2 separate regions of the Ovis aries genome follow, and region 2 is linked to region 1. The links are chromatin contacts, called in public Hi-C maps. All regions are on one chromosome and are shown on one strand. The core of a region is the stretch at or near the end of the contact, and the rest is flanking DNA. Distances in the headings are between cores, read along the strand shown. Region 1 overlaps GABPB2 (GA binding protein transcription factor subunit beta 2). Region 2 holds the start of TNFAIP8L2 (TNF alpha induced protein 8 like 2).

Evidence for each region. A called contact is a pair of places that touch in the nucleus more often than the background predicts.
Region 2: a Hi-C map of mixed tissues shows a contact between it and region 1, with 4 times the contacts expected there. The contact joins the promoter of TNFAIP8L2 here to the enhancer-like site in region 1. A contact is called at or near these places in 12 of 16 Hi-C or Micro-C datasets (blood, hypothalamus, liver and 6 more).

Annotation. Positions count from the first base shown.
Region 1 is chr1:100,997,478-101,000,868 of ARS-UI_Ramb_v3.0, reverse strand. GABPB2 (GA binding protein transcription factor subunit beta 2) reads right to left here. Exons shown (of 10, transcript XM_027974647.2): 2 at 2,035-3,391. Among named protein-coding and RNA genes, the nearest start is that of MLLT11, 7.1 kb to the right of the region's middle. Within about 2 kb of position 1,553, at least 44 of the 54 cell types and tissues checked have an H3K27ac peak or open chromatin away from gene starts, as enhancers often do. A contact at or near this core is called in hypothalamus, liver and tail adipose tissue, where this site is marked.
Region 2 is chr1:101,052,511-101,055,901 of ARS-UI_Ramb_v3.0, reverse strand. It overlaps TNFAIP8L2 (TNF alpha induced protein 8 like 2), which reads right to left and starts at 1,756. Exons shown (of 2, transcript XM_042253791.1): 1 at 1,701-1,756; 2 at 1-74. The coding sequence starts at 16.

The DNA.
Region 1 (3,391 bases), core at 304-2,803:
CCTGGTAGTCCAGTGGTTAAGAATCTGCCTGCCTGAATGTGTTATATCTATATATAAAAAAAGTATCACCAAGCCCTAAACACTTCTATAGGAATTCCCTGGCAGTCCAGTGGTTAGGACTTGATACTATCATTGCTGGGGCTGGGTTCAATCCCTGGTCAGGCAACTAAGATCCTGCCTCAAGTCACACAGCACATTCCTTCACCTCCCCCTCAAAAAATGAAAAAAAAACAAAACCCAAAACACCTCTACGATAACTGATCACAAAGGGAAAGAACGTCCTACACAGGAATGTTGAGAAATGTTGACATGCAGCAGATTAAATTCTCCTAATATTGAAGTTTCAGCTCTATTCTCTACCACAAAAAAATATTCAGGCGTAGGCTGAGGTATCTGCTTAAGGAGATACCTAGCTTGGTTCACATTCCTGGGAAGCTGAAACTTCTGGAAGACAAGATCCTTTAATTAGGTTGATTTTAATCCCACTGCAACTGGTGTCCTCAGCTCCTGAACTCTAACAAAATATTTTTGAGCCATCAATTTTGACCCCTACACTCTGCCTTCATATATATGTCAATTTCATAACTTTTAAATCATATTTATGAGTCTGTGTATCAGTACCTCTAAATGACAAGTGACCCAAATGTTTCATCCCATTGTTTAAACAGGCCACCAAAAACCTTATTTCTTATTATAAATGGTAAGTTAAACTTTGGGGTCAGAATGTGAATAGGCTGTTGCATTAATCATTAGGAAAAAAAAAAGTTTCCTAGATATGTATTCAAGGGTCTTTTCTCTCCTTATTCTCACTCTTTGCTTTTAAAAGTAAAATGTATTTTTAAAATAATGGCATTTTGGGGGGACTATGTGTCATTCTCCCATATACCACCAGATGAGAGATGCAGTAAGGATAAGAGACAGTCTAGGCACTTCTGAGCTCCCTTGGTTACTAAAAACAAAAGGAAAACATTCTCCCTTAGTGAATGTACCTCCACTTTCTCTACTGATCTAACTTGCCTCCCAGGATTTTATAGATGAATAAAATAACAGAGCATCCACTTCCCCTCCCAAATGAACACACAATAATTTTCAATAAGTTTTTTTAAATAACTGATGAAGTGCCTGAGCTCTTCACAACGTACTCTATTACAAGAGAGTAATTTCGCTTGTTGATACAAAAATTTAGGTGGGGCACTTCTTTCACTGTTATCAAAGCATATATGAACAAAGATGCTTAAGAACATCTCTTGTGGACTGGGTGGATCAAATGGTACAATGAAAATACAGTCTCAGATGGCCAAAAATGTTAAGTTGCTGAAGGTAAATCATAGAATATCCTTTTCCATAGATGTTTTAAAAAGAGAGATGAGAGAGAAAGGTCCTTCTGGAAAGGGAGAGAAGAATGGGATGTCTGCGGGCTCAAGAAAATCTGTGAGAAAAGGAGAATGGTTAGGAAGGAGAAACGGAATTGAAGAGTCCATGATATGACGACCTTTTTCTATTGCACACGTCCCCACTGCTGCGCCAGCTGTACAAACAACTGTGTAAAAACTGGAGGCGGAGCCCTCACTGCTCTTGCTCAGATTGCTGAGCTCATTAATAATCTTTAGGCTATTCCTGGGATCAGAGAGTTAGGGAATCCTTTTTCTCCTCTATTAGAGCGATGTTCAGTCTTTCTGCAAGAAGGGTCAACTAGGGACAGGAGCCAGGGTCTCAGCCTGGAGGGCAGCCCCCAGCCCGCGCGCCGCGCTGCCCCCTAGCGGTCACCTCTGTGGCCTTGGCTTCCCTCGGTCCAGCTCCCCAGCCCCAGGTCTTACACCCACCCCCTTCTTCACCTCCCAGTCCCCTCCCCTTCCTCCCAGCAGCATCCCCTTCCTCTCCTTCCCTCAGCCGCCCCCGCTCTGGCGAGGGGGCGCCGCTCCGACTGCACCGAGAAGTTGGGGGCCGAGCTGGAAAGCGGTGCAACTTTTCGCGGCAGTCTCCCTTCCAGCCCTGACGCCCCCTCGAGCGCACGCATCTCTTTTTCCCCCTCACCTCCTCGTCCGGGACGCTGCCGGCTGTGCTTTCACCGAGCCTGCCAGTTTTGTCCTGTTTCCTTTTCTAGTTAAGACTCCCTGTCAATGACGGTTACTTTTTGGCCTTTTCACATATGCATATTTTGGGGGCCTTTAACCCCCCCTCGTGAAGAAATGGAGGCAGCAAAATGGCGGACCCGGAAGTGAAGACTCGGGGAATATAATTTCTGGCGGAGGAATCTATGAACAGAAAATGATAGGAAAACCGTGTTTGTATTCGAACAGAACGATGATGCGCCCCAGAGGTCACTGTCTATCCTCGGAAGGCCTTTTGAGGTAAAATAGTGTGTATTCGAGACGTTTTAGACAGGACTATTTAGCGAGGCGGAGGATTGTCGAATACGTGTCGTATAGGTCCGGCAGGGGACGGACCCGATGGTTTGTTTTGGCGCCAAGAACCTGGTGAAATCGGATTCTGCCCGTCTGTCCCGCTGTCTTTTGGTTGTTTTTAGGAAAGCAATGTTTCGCGGTCCCACCCTCGGGTGAAGATGTCTGGGACGTTGCAGGGTTTGCTCGTGAACTGAGCTCTTGTGCCGGACGGACATGTTTTCCGCTACAGCTTGAATGTAAGGATCCTAGAGCCAACCTGTCAACAGTTATTTCTTGGCGGGGGCTTAGAAGAGGATGGAGCAGGACTTTGCAAGTTCATTTAGGCACCTTACTTACCAGTTGATTCCCATCTCCATCTACCATTCGCCAGGAACTAAAGGACAGCGCGAAGTCGAGAAAGAAGACTTTGGGAAATAAATAGAAAAGGAGACACCACTGCTCCACTCTTTATTCGAGTTTGGCTTTTGTCGTTGATGGTGGAGACCATCAACGCTTTTCAAAGCCTATGGGGAAGATTTACGTGTTTTTTTTTAAAAATTATTGCCTATAGATGATAGTGTGTTAATATCTGCTGTACAGCAAAGTGATTCCGTTGTAACTATATATATATATATACTTATATTCTTTTCTGTTATGGATTACCACAATGTATTGAATATCGTTCCCTGCGCTATACAGTAGGACTTGTTTATTCATTGTGTATGTAGTAATTTGTCATCTGCTAATCCGAAACTTCCAATCCATCCCTATTATCAATTTCCGTAGATTCTGTTCACGTTCTTTAAAGGACTCCTTTGGCTTACTGCCCAAGTTGGTATTTACAGCTTGAGGGTCAAAATCAGTCTTGTTTACAACCTTTTCTGTTGCCTGACTGGGTGTCTCATACAGTAGGTACTCATAATCTACTTATAAATTTGCCCAAATAGCTTTTTTTTTTTTTAATTAAGTGACTTGTAAGTATAAGCATATAACATATTTGGGTTAAG
Region 2 (3,391 bases), core at 507-3,006, 55 kb before region 1:
AACTGAAGGACTCCATGGTTCCTAGGGAAGGGTCGGGGAGCGGGGGTCGGGGTGGGGGGTCATGTGATCAGTCGCTAGAAGAGAGGCCACAGGCTTCCTTAGCAGGAGAGAAGTAGCTTTTCCCCTTTCTGTCTCTGGTTTCCGTCCCATCATCATCTCTTTCATCTTGTCGTCTCTTTCCCCCTGCGCCCTCAGCCCTCTACACTTGGTTCCCATTTTTCCCTTTAGAACTGCAGGACATCATGATCTCTAAAACAGGCCAGCAGAGCAGTGGGAGCTTTAGCTGGAGGGATGAGGGCACACCCCAGGCTAGGGCACCACAGCTAAGACCTCAAGGGAAGTGGCCCGTTGCTCCTACAGTGGAGAAGATGAAGCTTACCTGGCAGATAGCTCTCACAGCTGCCCTTTTTGGACACTGACTGGGTACTGTACATCTGTACCCAGATATACACCTACACTGTGAAATGTAGGTATTATCATCTTTGTTTTACAGCTGAGCAAACTTAAGCTTACATTAAATAATTTACCCAAGGTCAAACACAACTGTTTTTCTGTCTGCAGAAGCCCACGTCAGCTAGTGTGCTGCACTGCCTTTAGAGACGTGGGAAATATAGGGGTCCCTGGAGTCCTGATTAAAAAAGATTATTATTATTCACATTTATTGAGAACCTACTATATGGCAAGTGCTTCATGTGAATTATCTCCGTCTTCCAACCCTTTGTAAGGTAGGTATCCGCAATTTGCAATGAGGAAAATGAAACTAAGAACAATTAAGCAATTTGGCTAAAGTCACTGGCAAATGATAAAAATGGGCCTTGAACCACACAATCTGAAGAAGCCTCCTCCCGTGGCATGCTCTCAATGAGGTTGGAGCGCACTGAGGAAGCATGAGGAACAAGTGCCTCAAGACAGCCCCAGAGGTCTCAGGTCCTCTGCCGAGGCTGCACTCAGGACCCGCTGGCGGCACATGAGTGCCTGGTCCCGGAACGCTCTCCCCATGGTCTTGCCTATGGTGGTTCTGCTTGTTTTGCTTCTTACTTCCCCCTCCCCTGTTCCTCTGCAGGATGTGGCTCTGACCGCAGTGAGGAGCAGCCTCACCCTGTCCCCCAACCAAAATGGGAGTCTGAAGAAGCAGGGCAGGTATCACTGGGGTAGGGGGTTCTCCTTCAGCCAAATCAGTCCAGTGGAAACCCAAAACCTTGCTCTGCCCCCAGCTTTGCTGGGGCTTTCTGGACCACACTCGACAGCCGGAAGAGGAGATTGCTCCATGTGAGCCTTCCTTCCTCCTTGGCCTTCCTGTTACCCAGCTCTCCACTGCCCCCGTTGCCATCTCGCATTTGGTCCACTGTCCTCTCCCTGCCTCCGTGTTTTGGTCTCCTGTTTTCACCTGACTGAGAGCTGCCCTGAGAGTCTGGCCAGACTCTCTCACCGGCCCTTACCTCTAGATCCATGTCTCCTAAGATCTTGCATCTCTCAGTGGTCTCACATGCCCTTATCCACTGCCATCCCTCAGCCCTGTGCCCACCCATCCAAAACCATGTCTTTCTGAGGCTGCTTTACTCCAGGAAAAACTGCGCTGGACCTCCCCGCTGAGACTCAAGAATTCTATCAAATGAGAGCCACAATATGGAAAGCTCAGGTTGACAGAGCTGGGACTCTTCTGCCACCATCTCCCCCTCTGGCATTGCCCAGTCCCTCACCTGCTGCGCCCTGGGTGCCAGTCTTGCCTTGGATGTTCCGGGAGAGCTGACAGAATGGAGAAGCTCCTAAGTGAGAGGCCCTTTGGCCTGGCCCCGCCCCCAAGCCCCGCCTACCTACTCAGTGCTCAACCTCCGGTTCATCACACTGTCACCAAGAAAGTCCATGGCCCCAACAGCCTCCTGTAAATAAGACAAAGGTCAAAAGGAATAGCATTCTGTAGGAAACAGTCTTGATTCCTTGAGGTGAGGAGGAGGAATTGCACATCCCCTGTTCCCAAATTATCTGCCTCTTTCTACTCTTGCTGCCCAGTTCCTTGAGATCTTGTTCTCCGTATATTTCTCTGGTACTGGGGGAAATGTGATGTATAAATTGCTGACGTGGGGGTCAGTGCAGAAAGTTCTGGAGAGTGTACTGGACTTAGACTGGAGACACCAGAAGCAAGTTGGAGATCAGCAGGTCTGAGTGTGCCCCTAGAGTCAAGGATGGCTGGTGCTGTGGGGCAGCATTACCAGGAGCACAGGCTTCCAGTACCTTGCAGGGTAAGGGAATGCATACATGCTCAATCTCTCAGTCATGTCCGACCATTCGTAGCTCATCAGGCTCCTCTGTCCGTAGGATTTCCCAGGCAAGAATCCTGGAGCGGGTTGCCATTTAATTTTCCAGGGGTAAGTGTGTCCCCACCCCTAATACTTACACTCCCCTGGTGGCTCAGTTGGTAAAGAATCTGCCTACAATGCAGGAGACCTGGTTTCCCATCCCTGGGTCGAGGAGATCCCCTGGAGAAGGGAATGGCAACCCACTCCAGTACTCTTGCCTGGAGAATCCCATGGGCAGAGGAGTCTGGCAGGCTACAGTCCATGGGGTAACAGAGAGTCGGACACGACTGAGCAACTAACACTTCTCTTCACCCCAAATACTTGAGAGGAAGAAGCTGGGTCAGGCTGCAGAACTAGATATAACCAGCAGGTGTCAGCACATCATTGTACCACTAGAGGCAACGAGTTTATCGACTATGCTTCATAGCTAACAGGATGCAAAAAATGAAGGTAAGTCACAGTCCGTAAATGAGGCAAATTTACTTACCATCAAGAACCTTACAGCCTGAAGGAAAAAAAAAAAAAAGGAATCTTAACACCCTAGTCAGGGAGATAAATGTAAGCACATATAACTGTAATACAAGCCAAATGATGTCATTAGCTTTCATAGAAATTTAAGGAATTAAGGAACTGTGAGAGCAAAGACTTTATTTTTGGGGGCTCCAAAATCACTGCAGATGGTGACTGCAGCCATGAAATTAAAAGACGCTTACTCCTTGGAAGAAAAGTTATGACCAACCTAGACAGCATATTCAAAAGCAGAGACATTACTTTGCTGACTAAGGTCCGTCTAGTCAAGGCTATGGTTTTTCCTGTGGTCATGTATGGATGTGAGAGTTGGACTGTGAAGAAGGCTGAGCGCCGAAGAATTGATGCTTTTGAACTGTGGTGTTGGAGAAGACTCTTGGGAGTCCCTTGGACTGCAAGGAGATCCAACCAGTCCATTCTGAAGGAGATCAACCCTGGGATTTCTTTGGAAGGAATGATGCTAAAGCTGAAACTCCAGTACTTTGGCCACCTCATGTGAAGAGTTGACTCATTGGAAAAGACTCTGATACTGGGAGGGATTGGGGGCAGGAGGAGAAGGGGACGAC